3 separate regions of the Mus musculus genome follow, and all the other regions are linked to region 1. A link is a contact called in public HiChIP or PLAC-seq data. All regions are on one chromosome and are shown on one strand. The core of a region is the stretch at or near the end of the contact, and the rest is flanking DNA. Distances in the headings are between cores, read along the strand shown.

Region 1 (4,517 bases), core at 178-2,677:
CAGGGACGGATGACCTTGAGCCCATCCTGCCTCTACCTACAGAGTGCAGTGGAGGTCACCACGCCTGGCTGGGAATACAATTTTAGGAGTCTCTTTCGGAAGGGTTCACACCTGGCCAGTCAGTCGCATGTCAGTTGGCAGAAACGAGAAACGCTTGTGGAAATCAGAACAAGCTTAATGTTCTGCACCAGAGAAGGCAGTTTCCCCAGGAACATCTGTGATTTGTTTTACATATATTAATGAAAGGCCCGGGCGACGGAGGGGGTCACTGGATACCAGTGAGCCTTTCTGAATGTCTGATTCATCCTTGGGACGTTTTAAACAAGGAACGCTGATTTTCCCCCCAGAGCTGTGGAGTCTTTTGTATTCAAATCCAAAGCACAAAACTCTATTGTGGGAGGAAAAAGAGTCTTTAATGGAAACCCAGTTGTGTCCACTTAAAGCAATGAATATAGTCTCAGGCGGCAGACATACCATTTGAAGCACTACGGCTAATAATAGATGGTGTGGGTTTTCTTTTCTTTTCTTTTCTTTTTTTTCTTTTCTTTTATGGGTACCTTAGTTGGAAGTTGTTCTAATTAGTACCACAGGGACCCTGGAGAGGAGGGAGGTGGGCCAGGAAGGAGGCAGGCCCACCCAACTACAGGGTGGTGGGTTAGAGAGCCTTGTTGAATTTGATGCTTGGCTGAGAGTCCCTTGCCAACTCTCCCAAGCACATCAGGCCTCTGGACCATGAGGGGGTGGGAATTCACTGCCTTTGAAGCTCTTTCATTCCTATCTGTGTAATTATTTTTAGCAAGGGCTAAGCAGGTGGCTGGTGGCATGCTTAGCTGGAGACCAGAGGGTGTACGTGTGGGTTGCTGGCTGCGAGACACTCGTGGGGATTCCACCGCGAAGGAATGCCGGGCGTCCCGGGATAGGGCCCAAAAGATGAGGTTTCCAGACAAGTCTTCCAGGCCAACTTTTAAAGGTCGGAGGAAAGTTTTTCGAGGGCTGGGGGCCCGAGGGGAAGGCTGAGTGGGCTCGGGCGTCTCCTCCCCTTTAAGCGGGTGGCCCCAGCGCCTCCTCCGTTACCTGGAGCGGGGAGGGGCTTGGGAAAGTTTGTGTTTGTTGCTGGCAAAGCGCCGGGTGGGAGGCGCGGGCGGGCGGACGCCACGGCTCTTCCCTTTTGCTTTCGGGAGGCGGTCCGGGTTGCTGCGCCCTGGGATCGGCGAGGCCGGCTCCGGGGCCCGGCGGCTGGCGGAGGGCGGGAGAGGAGGAGGAGGAGGGCCGCGACGAGCCAGGTGCGCACGTCCGCGCCGGCGCTGGGCTCGCTCGGCCAGCGGGGAGAGCGGAGCAGGCGCGCGGCCCGGCGGAGCAGCCGACTCTGGAGCAGCCGGAGCTGGAGGAGGAGGAGGAGGAGCGGCGGCGGGGAAGGAGGAGGAGGCGGAGAGTCGCTCCCGCCGGCCGAGCATGGGGCGCCCGGCGCCGAGGCCGCTGCTGCTGGCGCTCCTGTCGCTGGGTGAGTGCGCGTGGGGCGCGGCGGGGCGCGGTGGGGCGCTGGGTCCCGGGGGGGCGCGGCTGCCGCTCGGGGCCTGGGGCACCCGGGGCGCCCGGGGCGGCTCCCGGGAGACCGGGATCCGGAGCGCCGGGCCGCCGGCCGGGCGGGGAGCGATGTGGGGCCGATCTGAGCCCGGTGCACATCCTCCTGGGCCCGCGCTCCCAGTAGCCGGAGCCGCCCGGCCTGACCGAGCCGGGTCCTCACGTGTGCCGGGGGAGTGGCTCGTGGCCGGTTCTCCCACAGCGCTCTCTACCTGTTGGCCACCGTGAGCCGGGCTCACCTTGAACTCCCGGCCCCGGAAGGTGCGGGCGGCCCCGGCCCGCGTACCCGGCTGGGCGGAAATGTGAGCCTTTGCTGTGTCCCGCCATAGCCGAGGCCGGTCGGGATCGCTCTTCATTCGCTAGCCCATGCTGAGTTGCTTTTCCAGGGAAGCAAGAGAATCCAACTTCCTTCCACGAAGGTCACTGGGTAGCCCAGCGTTACTGTGACAGTCTTGTACCATCCCTGCCATCTAGCCAAATCTGCCTCAGTGTTGCCTTCCAGCGTCTCCTGAAGCTAGCTAGGCTCGGATTTATACACAAAGACCCGAGAGCCCAGCTTTTCCAACTTTTCTACCTGTTACTTCCCTCGTTACTGCCCCCTTCTCCTTTACCCTCTGGAAACCCTTGGTGTCTCTCAGTGGTTTGGCCCAGTATCCCCTCACCCACCTAAGGAATCTTTCCTGGGCTCCCCCCCCCTCCATTTTCCATTCACTCCTTACACAGACACCATCTTCACATAGATACACAGGGTGATCTTAACCAGCCACTTGATGTATTTATTTAATGCCTGCCTTGGTTCAGGAAGGCAGATCCCCAAGTGTGGTTATATGCGTGGTTCCCTGTGACCAGTGGCATCTAGGACAAGCAGAATTCCAGACCCAGCCCTGGGTTCCCTTCCAAGCCCCTGCAGACGATGTATCTCAAGCTTTCCCAGAGCACGTGGTGTGTGTTGCCTATCCCAGCCTGGCCTCAGCTGCACAGGGGCTAAATGACTGCACTTCTGATGGTGTGAGGATCCCCGTGGGGACCTCCTGCCACCACTCCCCTTCTGCTGGCATTAGGACTTTACTGTCCCAGCTCCCCATGAGTCCTGGCTGCCTGTGAACTAGCCTTTCTGGCTGCTACTGTGATACTTCACCTCCGAGGGGTTTTCTGGAAATGACTCCCTCTAAGAACTCCCCTAGACATAATTCTCCAGCCACAACCCATGTACAGAAAACATCCAATAGTCTTCTGTGGTTTCTGATCTGCCAGGCATCAGTCTTTGCAAGTTGTGTATTTGTTGCATATTGCTGGGGACAGTCGCCACCATTTAATTGGCTTATACGTCTGGGTCAGGCAGGGCCATGGCCTATGGTTGCACAGATTCCTGGGGCACCACTCCCATCTGCTACTCACTTTGTGGTTTATGTGACTGACTCTCCCTAGAGTGGTCAGTGTGTAGTCTGTGGATGTACCAGTTGAGAGGGTAGCGTGAGGTAGAAGTTTAAAAAGGATGCCCTTGGGGGCCTAGGGTTGTAGCTCTGTGCTTGTTTATCTTTGCCAGGTTTTGGATTCCATCCCTCAGACCAAGTGAATAAACAAACCACAGCCAGCAGCCCAGGGTCGGGAAAGCACAGCTTGGGGAATGAATCATGGTGGTATACCCGTGCATCCAACCTTGATGAGACTTAAAGACTTTTGGATGTGACTGTGACTGCCCTGTGCAGATTCACCTAGCAATTCTCTGAACCATTGATGTGCCATCTACAAACTCTGCCCCTGGGTACCTCACTAGGTGCAGCTTCAGCCTGACCTCTGAAGCAGCTTCCCAGTGTAGCATCATTTTCCACATCCATTGAGCCTGGAAGTGGAGTGTGTTGATAGGCAAGATGGTCTTCCCTTGGGTCTTGCTGCCGGAATGGAATCGTGAAGTCACTGCTACTTGTATGGTAACCCCTCTGTGGGCTTCGCCTGAACCCCAGCCCTTTGTTTTGTAGCTTTCCCAAGCACAAGTTCAGACTGTGTCCATCCTTCTGAGCGAGCCCCACACCCCACTCCCCCATACTGTGTTTCCCCTGTTGTAGCCAAGGCCTTGGAGGCTCCTCACGAAGACAACTTCTGACTCCTCCCTGACCGGTTTTCTCCTGCTCTCCTCTAAGGTCACCATTTTCCTAATGGATGATTTCGGGGTTCGCACCAGTGTGCATTGAGCTCTTGTGACTTTTCTTGTGTTTGCTTTCTCCTCTTTCTGCTTTAGAGATTTCATTCTAAGCACCTGTTTGCTACTCTTCACGGAATCTGTTGCGCCTTCTAGCCTGCCTGCCCCCTCTCTTCCCTGTCTAAGTCCCTCTGCCTCTGAGGCTCACTTTTCCTTGAAGCTTTCTCACTAAGCCCCGACCAGTGGGCCAGACTCACTCAGACCCAGCTGGCAGTGACCAAGGTATAGCACCTCACTGGGTGCTTGACTGGGCTGTTGTAGACAGTGGTAAAAACAGTGTATTTCTTGACCCCAGCTCAGCACTGGGGGGGAAGCGGGAAGGAAGGGGTTCATTTTGACTTGGTGTTTGGAGTTGCTTTTACCTAAGAGGTGACATATGAGCTGAGCCTTGAGAATAATTGGGATTTTGGAAGAAAGGATAGACGAGCGTCCCAGGGCTCTGGGGAAAAGCATAAAGTGTGGGTGAGTGAAGTGCACTGCTCCTTCAGAAATGGCACCGGAGTTGTTCCATGAGTTGGGAGGAGGGGGAGGAGGGGGAGAGAAAGATGACTGGTGAGGTAGGGGGTGTTAGGGGAGGTGTGAAGTGGTCTGAATTGTGAATTTTTGGCTCCTTATAGGTGGCCAGGCAGCCTTTGTCTTATGTCCATGGCTCCTGTTCCCAAGTCTTACATCCCTACCTGATTGTCCTCCAGAGGCAGGACCCCATTGGTCTTGCTCTCTCTCTATTCTCTTAATA
Region 2 (4,634 bases), core at 228-2,727, 99 kb after region 1:
TGCACGTACCCCGAGTGCCCTGGGTACGTGTGCTGTGAGTGCCAGCGGTATGTGCACCCCAAGTGCCAGCCAGCGGCATGTGTACCGTGAGACATGCAGAGCAGAATATGCAAATCAGGCCTGACAGCAACCTCTCGAGTTTATTCATCTTTATAAAGATCATTCTAGAGTGCAGCTTGTACATTGTTCAAAGTTGAAAACAAACCCCTGTGATTCCTGGTTGACTAGCAGATGAGTGGAGCCAAGCTTGCCCCGTCCCAGCAGCAGCCCAGGTATCATGGAGTTTTCTCTAGCATGGGCAAGAGAGTGACATTGAGCCCGGGGGACAGGGGGTGGGCCAGAGGGAGGAAGGAGGCCAGACCGTGCTGTGAGTGTTCTACTTGCTGAGTGGGGAGAGGAAAGAGGCCAGACCCTGGCTGCGCGTGGTGTCCCTGCTCTGTGCAGCTGTCTAAGTGGCGCACTGGAGAAACACTGCCTGTTTGTTGTGGCTGCTGAGAACAGTCGTAGGCGAGGGGGGAGACTTGGAGAGCCGAGGTTGAAATTCAGGACAGACTGTACTGTGGACCAACCTCTACCCCCAAATTCATGTCACTCCAGGAACACAAGTGTGTGGCCCTGTGTAAAGGGGGCATTGAGAAAACTTGGAAGTCCCCGAGCTTGGACCTGGTAAACAGGAAGTGTGTCTCACATTCTCCCCCACAGAGTCAAGTTTACGAGTTAATCTGATGAGCCGTCAGCCACAAGTGATGCTAGCCCATACCTTCCACCTGTCCTGTGTAGTGAGGGCCAACTACTCGGATCTCAAGCTGCCGTTCTCGGTAACGTGGCAGTTCCAGCCAGCGGGCTCTGGAGCCTTTCATCGGCTTATTCGAATTGCCCACAATGGCACCGTTGAATGGGGGGACGTCCTCTCCCAGATCCACAGGAAGACGAAGGTGTCACAGTCTTTCTTTCGTTCTCAACTCCAAATCTACGATGCAGCTATGGAGGAGACAGGGGTGTATCGGTGTACAGTGGAGGTTTATGACAGAGATTCCATATGCACAAGTGGCCCAGCCAGAGTATCTGCCACCTCTAACCTATTAATGATTACTGTCACCTTTCCAGGTAAGTGATACTTGACATTGAGCCTTTTTTAAAAAAGAAAAGAATATCCTTTTTTTTTTGGCCAGGTTTAGTGCATACCTATAATCCCAGTATTCAGGAGGCCAAAATAGGAGAATTGAGAATTTGAGGTCAGCCTAGGCTGAAATAGTGAGCCCCTGTCTCAAATAACAACGGAGCTCCTCCCACTTTGTGTAAACTATAGAAACAGACATAATGTATCCATTCACCACGTTTGTCCTGGTAAAGTGAGCATGATTTAATGGCATCAACATGAAGTTAGTATACGTGGAATGGCCACATTGGTTGCTAAAACAATGAAATACTTCCTTAGCAGCTAATAACCACTGCTCTTTGACCTTTCCACACCTGCCACGAGTTCTCATTGCCAGCAGCCTCATGATACTGTGTGGCACAGCTGAGCCTCAAGAACCTCCTACAGGGCAGATGATATTTTAAGTCAGTCACTGCTGGTACTCCAGCGTGGTTTTCGTATTTGGAAGTGGTGGGGAATCATGCAAATTCTATTAGAATACTGTCTTAGGGTTTTATTGCTGTGAAGAGACACCATGACCATGGCAACTCTTATAAAGGAAAACATTTAATTTGGGCCTGTCTTATAGTTTCAGAGGTTCAATCCATTATCATCATGGCTGGAAGCATGACAGCATCCAGGCAAATGTAGTGCTGGAGAAGGAGCTAACAGTTCTACATCTTGATCCACAGGCAGCAGGAAGAGACTGTGTGCCACACTGTGGATAGCTTGGGCAATAGAAAACCTCCCAACCTCAGTGACACACTTCCTCCAACAAGGCCACACCTCCTAATAGTGCCACACTCCCTATGGCCAAGTATTCAAACACATGAGTTTATAGGGGGCATAACCATTCAAACCACAACAAATATGCTTAGCTGCCTCTTTTAATATATTAACATGTAAGAGAGACTTTGTGGTTCCAAGTCCAATTCAGTCTTAATGCAATAGCAGAACACAGAGGCTGAAAGTGAAACCCTCCCTAGCCTGAGGTTCTGCCACGCCTTGTGCTTCCTCTTTCCTGATTTGCTGTGAGGGACTTTGAGATGGCTCAGATGTGATAAGCTCCAGGTTTGGGCAAGTCACTTAATCTATCCCTACCGTAGTCAACACCTCGATAAATCTCTGACGTAACATTGAACTGGGGTGTGTCTATTGTGCCCCCAAAGCAAATAGTCTTGCATGGCAGCCACCACCTGCTCTGTGCTGCTGAGCAATGTTTTTGTTAATAGTCGTGATCTTGCTCATGAATTCATGCCTTGACTTACTCGCTCTTCCCATGATGTCTGAGATTGCTTCCACGAGCCTTGCTTGCTCTCGGCTCCACGCCATGAGGTTTCCTTCCTAACACCAAGAATTCCTTCTCCTCCTCCTCCTCCTCCTCTTCCTCCTCCTCCTCCTCCTCTGAGTCGCTATATTAATTCTTTTGTTTGTTTTTGTTTTTGTTTTTGTTTTTGACGGTGTACAGTCTAGCCTGAAGTTCTCAGTCCTTCTGCCCCAACCCACTAAGTGCTCTGGTTACAGGTGTATGCTCCAATGCTTGGCTTGGCTTTTCTTTCTAAACTAGTCTTGTTAGGTGACCAGGAATGACCCTGAACTTCTGAACCTCCTCCTTGGTACTCATGCACTCGTCCCATTGAGCCCAGGTGGTTTTGTTTGTTTGTTTGTTTTGTTTTTTAAAGCAACTGTTCTTAGATATGTCCTCTGAGTCTCCACGTTTTTCTAGGGGAAACAATTCTTCCCGTGGATACAATCTACTTGTTGACAACCTCTGTGTTCATTACCCAGAATGGTTTGTCTTCTGGTCTTGGAATTTACATCTAACTGCTTCCAAGGCATGCCTATATTCAGTGTCATAGCGTAGGTCGTTATCATTGTCCCTTCCATATTGTTCATGATGTGGTGGTCCTCCCCACGTCCCAGCACCACAGATTAGAAACCTTGTCCTCCGCATGTCCAAACTCCCATGACAGGCATAAAAGATCTTTTATACTCACTTGTCTCTTCATCGCCTCCTACTTTCCATCCTAGATCTGACTTCCAACCAAACTCAACTGCCTGGATTCGATAATCCCCACTTCCTTTTATGTGGAAATCCTTTGCTCTCTATTCATCAGAATGACTGCTATTGATCTTCAAGGCTCAGTTCAGAGACGTCTCCCCTCACTCCTGACCTTGGGTTAGATAAATCTGCTGGGGGATCCTAACATTTGTTCCATTACTGCATATCTCTGTCCTATATTGGTGACCAATTCCAGGAAGTCTTTGTTCCTATCCTATAACTTCCTCTAAACCGTGGTTCACTGACAGGAGCTATATACAAAATACCTAGAATAGTCTGGTATGTGATACACAATGTGATTAATAAATGTTTGTTGAAGGGGGAATTCAGGGACCTACTGGTAACATCAAGAAAAGTAGAGTTATCAACAAGAGATGGCAAAGAGGTTTGTGACATTTATTGTTCATCTTAGGACAAAGGAGAGGCCACTGGTGTTAAGGGATAGCAGACCCAAGTCCATGTGGTAGTTTCAAATGGACTGGCTGCAAAAAGATAGCATTTTAACAGCTTGAAAATAACCTCTTCTTGTGTACTCCTGTTTGAAGGCAGCTCTAACTAGACGTTGACAAATTGGGGATCCAGAAGTGGTTCAGAGGCAGGGCGCTCATAATGTCATTTTCTTTCAAATGATGCAAATATGCTATGGAAGAGATTCCTCTGCTTAAATATGACAGGATTGTCATGTGGGGAAAAAGCTGGGCTTTTTTTTTTTTCATGACTGTCCCCCATCCCCACACAGTAAGGGCAGAAGGAGAGCCAGCAGATGGATGTTATGAAGAGAGAAACATCAACTCACAGTCACACAGACTTCTCACAGTCATGTCTGGCCTTTTGACATTGTGACATTGTGACACTACACTGTCATCTACAGAGTTCATGCACAACCAAAACACCAAAAGCAAAAAAACAAAAACAAAAACAAAAACAAAAAAACCATAGTGTTTTAAGTCCATTACAATTCTGTGTTGGGTCCCATTCATAGTTCCTCTTAGCTACATGCTGCCCGTGAAACAGGCAGACCTCAGTGATGGAGGGAACAGCGTCCTCAGATTATATGTCATACCAAAGTTGAGTGGACAGTTAGGGCAGCTGCTGTGGGGGAATTCAGCCACACTATGGTTGTAGAGCAGCAGTTCTCAACTTGGGGGTCAAGAGAGAACCTGTGTATCAGATATTTGCATTGTGACTAACAACAGTAGCAAAATTATAGACATGAAGTAGCAACAAAATAACTTTATGTTAGGGTCACCACCACAACATGAGGAATTGTATTAAAGGGTCTCGGCACTAGTAAGGCTGAGAACCACTGCTGCAACAATGGCTATTTGTCCTGGTTAACAAGCTAGCTTAAAATTCTGGCGTGTGTGTGTGTGTGTGTGTGTGTGTGTGTGTGTGTGTGTGTGTGTTTCCAGTAAAGTAATTCTTTCCATTATT
Region 3 (4,502 bases), core at 170-2,669, 130 kb before region 1:
AGAGGAGCAGGGTCAGGAGTCTGTACCACTTCCTCTCAGAGGCCGTTCACAGCGCTTTGGTTCACAGCACTGCTAGTCATGTGACTCCGCCTAACTTCAAAAGTGGGAAAGTTTGTCCCCAGCATATCTGGAAGGGCAGGGGAACCCTGCCAACGGAAACAATGACTCTAAGAATTTTGCTTTATGGAGTGGTTACACTGAGGTCATTTTAAGACTGTTACACCCCCTCCTTGCTCTCCTAATATTCATATTTGACACATATCTCGGTGTGCAGGCTAGCTAACAACCTCAGGAAGATTTAAATTAATTTTCATGATAGTCTCATCATTTCTGGAAATTTCCCATTGAGAAGCCCAGCATTTGATCTTCCACGGGAAAAGTCGTAATAGGAGAGGTGAGGCCCTCTACCATGAACAAAGTAGAGATGATTGGCAGGAGGCAAGAAGGCAGTTCAATTCAATATGACCTAGTAGCTGGTGTTGGTTCAAACTTCCTGTCTTTCTCGGAGTGCTTTATTGTATACATATCTAAGCACAGTGCAGCACAATTTGGTGAAACTTTTCCTGGTGATAAATAACTCAATCCTGGGGCTGGTGAGATGGCTCAGTGGGTAAGAGCACCCGACTGCTCTTCCGAAGGTCCAGAGTTCAAATCCCAGCAACCACATGGTGGCTCACAACCATCCGTAAGGAGATCTGACTCCCTCTTCTGGAGTGTCTGAAGACAGCTACAATGTACTTACATATAATAAATAAATAAATCTTTAAAAAAAAATAACTCAATCCTGTGTGCACAATAAAGTTTAAGACATGACCACATCAAAACTCATTGTAAAATACATGTGACATCTTCTATAAAGCTAGGTTCTATAGACCGACAGTGTGTGGTGTTCCCCATGAAAATAGATTCTATAGATTGACAAGCTCCCTGTAAGGGTCTGGGGAAGTATCCACTATGGCCTGGTGACACAGATAGTACAAAGTCACCAAGCTATTAACCATATCCTCTCCCAGCCTCCTAGATAGAAAACAGGTTAGGTTACACATAGCTCCCTATGAAGAGACAGGCCTGTGGGTTTGACATTTCTGGTTTCCCTAGGGCTTGTCTGTGAACACAACGACCTCTGTGCCTCCTACAGCGATGGTGGAAAACGTGTTTCTGGAACAAAAAAAAAGGAGGGAGCCTTAAAATTACACATACGCACAGACTTACACCTATGCACACATACATCCTCACACACAGTTCTAGGAAGATCTACTAAAATCTTCCTTGTCAAAATAAGAGTACACTTTTACCATGCCTGGCTCCCCCTCCCCTGGGACCCCCATCAGGACCTCCAGTCTGTGCTTCCTCATCGTGTTCCAATGCAGGCTCCTCAGCTCCCCCTGGACCCGTTAATCATTCACCGACAGGCTCCTTGCCACCCCATCTGATCCATCGCCCGTGCTGAGGCCACAGGTCTGATTTACATTCAGCCTATGGTTTTAAATATCAGACACTGTCTCTCGTATTTTCTCATTATTTCCTACGTAGGCTTTGTCTCGCTGCCAGGCCTGAGCACTTCTGGGAATGAGCAGCATTTCGTAGATGACTGCATAGTCTCTCCCACCCTTGTTTCCTCCCTCCGCCAGCACCTGGTCCTGAACACTGTGTGCTCACAGTGCACTCAATAACTGCTTGTTGAATTGAATTTTCTAAACCATACTAATTACTCATTCAGCTCGGGTGTCTGTGTCTATGTGGAATGATGGATTTCCAGACGCCAGGACTGAGGGTCAATTCAAACCTCTTGAGGGCCTATTGGGCCCACAGTTGTGGATCACCTTCCCTGTTCCATGCTGGTAAATGCAGGGCTCGGGACTGCGCTGCCCATGGTTTCTAAGCAGCTGCCCTGCATTTTACGCCTTCCCTAGAATGAATCTTAGTGGTAGGCAGGAGAATAAGCCCACCCCCCTCAATTCTGTCAACAAAAGGGCCAATGAATGTCAAGTTAATGACCCATTGACAGTCCACAGCATCCTGTTCCTGACTTCTAGGAGGAAGTAAACCCCAAGATTTCTGAGAACACTCTAACCAATCTCTCCACTCAGCATTTCTTTTGGACGTTTGTGTGATGACAGTGTCTCCATTATTACAAGCCTGGGACGCTGGACATTTGGACTGCGATATTTAAATACTGTCCTGTTTCCTTTCGAGTTCTAAGTGCAGAGGGTGACTGCATGCAATACAGTCACCAGCCTCACCTTTCGCCTGTCCCTGCATACTGGGACTGGGCAGATACAAGTGGGAAAGACTGATTTTGTAACAGAAGAGGACACTTCCAATGGCTGAACAAAATGTTGCTATCCCAATTGCAGAAGTCGACAGAATGCCAGGGCTGTAAGTATGCAATGTTGCAGGCTGGCTTGGATTTCAACGGTGGACTTGGAGACAGGATGTTTGTATGAATGACCCAAGGAGGCAAGCACGCACGGAGGGAGATGTCCTTCATCCGCGGAGAATGAGGATCGCCTCGCTGTTCCACAGCCCTGCAAGCTCGCATTCTTGTTGATGTTTTAACAGCTTTGAGGCTTCACTGTAGCAGTGCAGCGAAGGTGCTCTTCGGGATTAGCAGCCACAGATGGGGTGAGAGATGAAACGGAAACGCAGGTGGAAGCAGTAAGAAAAACAAACTAGATGGCTTTGAAACCCGGGTGCTCTTCCAGCAGACAAGACCGTGGTTACCCAAAACTGTAAAAGGACATAGCTTTAAATATTTTAATATTACAAGTCACCACACAATTGAAATACATAGTCTTTCTAAGAGTGTAGGCTCATTATCAGAACAGTCCACCACTAGTCTACAGAGAAAACTGATTGAGAAATGACAGGTTAGTAGATTTTGTTAATAACTGGACTTTGAAAGAAGAGACACACTGCTATCCCTGTTTTGAGCTTCTAGAACAAATGACGAGAGAATGTTGTTTGATTCAAGATAAGCTATAGGCTGGCAAAATGGCCAGCAGCTTAGCATGCCTGCTGCCAAGCTTAACGACCTAAGTTTAATCCCGGGGACCCAGGTGGCAGAAGGAAAGAACTGACACCTCCTGGCACACATGTGTGTCACACACACACACACACACACACACATGCCACACACACACATGCCAGAATAAATAAATGTAATAAAATATTTAAATAAAACACTGAAAGATAAAGAGCTTACTATTTTTATTTTTAAAAGACTATTTTTATTTTTAATTATGAGTATGTGTGGATATGTGAATGTGAATGCAGGCGTCCTCAGAGATCAGAAGAGTTTGGGGTCCCTTGGAACTGGAGTTTAGCGTTGCTGTAAACCTCCCCAAGTCTGCTTCCATACCCTGAACGTGGGTGCTGGGAACCTAACTCAGGTCCTCTGTAGGAGGACTGCCTAAGTGCTGAGCAATCCAGCCCACCTGAGAAGTTAGTTTGTAACACCGTGATTCATACTCTCCTCTCCTTGGGCATAGTGGTTTCTTTCACTGTTACATCTCAAAACCAAGCCTAGGAATTAGAGGGCTCACTTGAAACTCCGACTGCTACTCTTCATCTCTGACGTAAAGCTGCCTGCCACACTCATAGTGAAAGCATCATTTGTTTTACAGCAATCTTCATAATAATAAATGGCATTCATCAGAAATGAAAAAGAAAAACCAGGAAAATAGAATCCAATGAAGATTTTAAATGTGATATAATTATTTATTGCTAATAGAAATGTTTGCAAACTAGGAGAATATGCCAGGCGTGGCGGTGCATGCCTATAACCCAGCCCTGGGGAGACTGAGGTAGGAGTTCAAGGTCATGCTGGGCTACATGGGAGCCCCTTCCTTTCTTTATGGCTGTATATGTATATATAATGAAAGTAGTAAGTTAGATATTATTTATGAAGTCTTTGGCATGGTAGAACCTTGTCTATAATACCATAACACCACCAGCCACTCATTTTCTCTGTGTGTAAATAACTCACCTCATAGATATGCAAAGTTTGAAAATAGCATGCGAGTGGCGTTTACATTGGTGGGAGCACATCCATACTCACCTCCCCATGGCACTTTCAGAACGATCAGAATGCAGAGCACAGCCGTCTAGGGACAGCTAGCAGCCAGCTATATGCCATAGAGCCCAAGATTTGGGTTGACTCCTTCAGAGCAGGGATTCAAGAGTCTGTGGTCTAGGGAGGCAGCACAAGTTAAGATGAAGAAGGCAGCTATCACCAGGGTTCCTGCCTTTGGAACAGAATCAGGAAATAAGAGAAGTGGATTTGTTCTTCAACATCCAACCCCAGAGGTGGTCACTGTGAAGAAGGCATGCCCCTAGGAGGTGCCCACTGGGAACCCCAACCAAAGCTTGTTACATTGATCTGGTTTCTCTCAGGACACATCAAAGGCTAAGGCTTTATCCAAAGCTGAGGAGCTGGGTGGCCTCTTGCCAATATACATGCAGGAAGATCACCAGGGGTTTCTAGAAGGCAGTGGCTCCTA

Evidence for each region. HiChIP or PLAC-seq counts read pairs in DNA pulled down with a chosen protein or histone mark.
Region 2: a contact with region 1 is called in a BATF HiChIP or PLAC-seq map of CD8 T cells, with 12 read pairs. The contact joins the enhancer-like site here to the promoter of Ptgfrn in region 1. A contact is called at or near these places in 3 of 39 promoter capture datasets (the 3T3-L1 cell line, embryonic stem cells and neural stem cells), 1 of 15 datasets of contacts at CTCF or cohesin (CD8 T cells), 12 of 484 Hi-C or Micro-C datasets (CD4 T cells, CD8 T cells, the N1E-115 cell line and 6 more), 9 of 115 datasets of contacts at active chromatin or transcription factors (CD8 T cells, the SCID.adh cell line, Th17 cells and 4 more) and 2 of 9 other capture datasets (adipose tissue and liver).
Region 3: a contact with region 1 is called in a CTCF HiChIP or PLAC-seq map of CD8 T cells, with 6 read pairs. The contact joins the enhancer-like site here to the promoter of Ptgfrn in region 1. A contact is called at or near these places in 3 of 39 promoter capture datasets (cranial neural crest, embryonic stem cells and frontonasal cranial neural crest), 1 of 15 datasets of contacts at CTCF or cohesin (CD8 T cells), 11 of 484 Hi-C or Micro-C datasets (CD4 T cells, CD8 T cells, embryonic stem cells and 1 more), 7 of 115 datasets of contacts at active chromatin or transcription factors (CD8 T cells, the SCID.adh cell line, embryonic stem cells and 1 more) and 2 of 9 other capture datasets (adipose tissue and embryonic stem cells).

Annotation. Positions count from the first base shown.
Region 1 is chr3:101,107,076-101,111,592 of GRCm38.p6, reverse strand. It overlaps Ptgfrn (prostaglandin F2 receptor negative regulator), which reads left to right and starts at 1,427. Exons shown (of 9, transcript NM_011197.3): 1 at 1,427-1,501. The coding sequence starts at 1,453. It overlaps Gm52612, which reads right to left and starts at 2,627. Exons shown (of 1, transcript XM_030252967.1): 1 at 1-2,627. The coding sequence starts at 1,683. The coding sequence ends at 1,042.
Region 2 is chr3:101,008,259-101,012,892 of GRCm38.p6, reverse strand. It overlaps Cd101 (CD101 antigen), which reads left to right. Exons shown (of 9, transcript NM_001167906.2): 6 at 703-1,107. Among named protein-coding and RNA genes, the nearest start is that of Cd101, 19 kb to the left of the region's middle. Within about 2 kb of position 1,477, at least 155 of the 459 cell types and tissues checked have an H3K27ac peak or open chromatin away from gene starts, as enhancers often do. A contact at or near this core is called in CD8 T cells, the SCID.adh cell line, Th1 cells and 6 more, where this site is marked.
Region 3 is chr3:101,234,503-101,239,004 of GRCm38.p6, reverse strand. No RefSeq gene overlaps it. Among named protein-coding and RNA genes, the nearest start is that of Cd2, 51 kb to the left of the region's middle. Within about 2 kb of position 1,419, at least 50 of the 459 cell types and tissues checked have an H3K27ac peak or open chromatin away from gene starts, as enhancers often do. A contact at or near this core is called in CD8 T cells, the SCID.adh cell line and regulatory T cells, where this site is marked.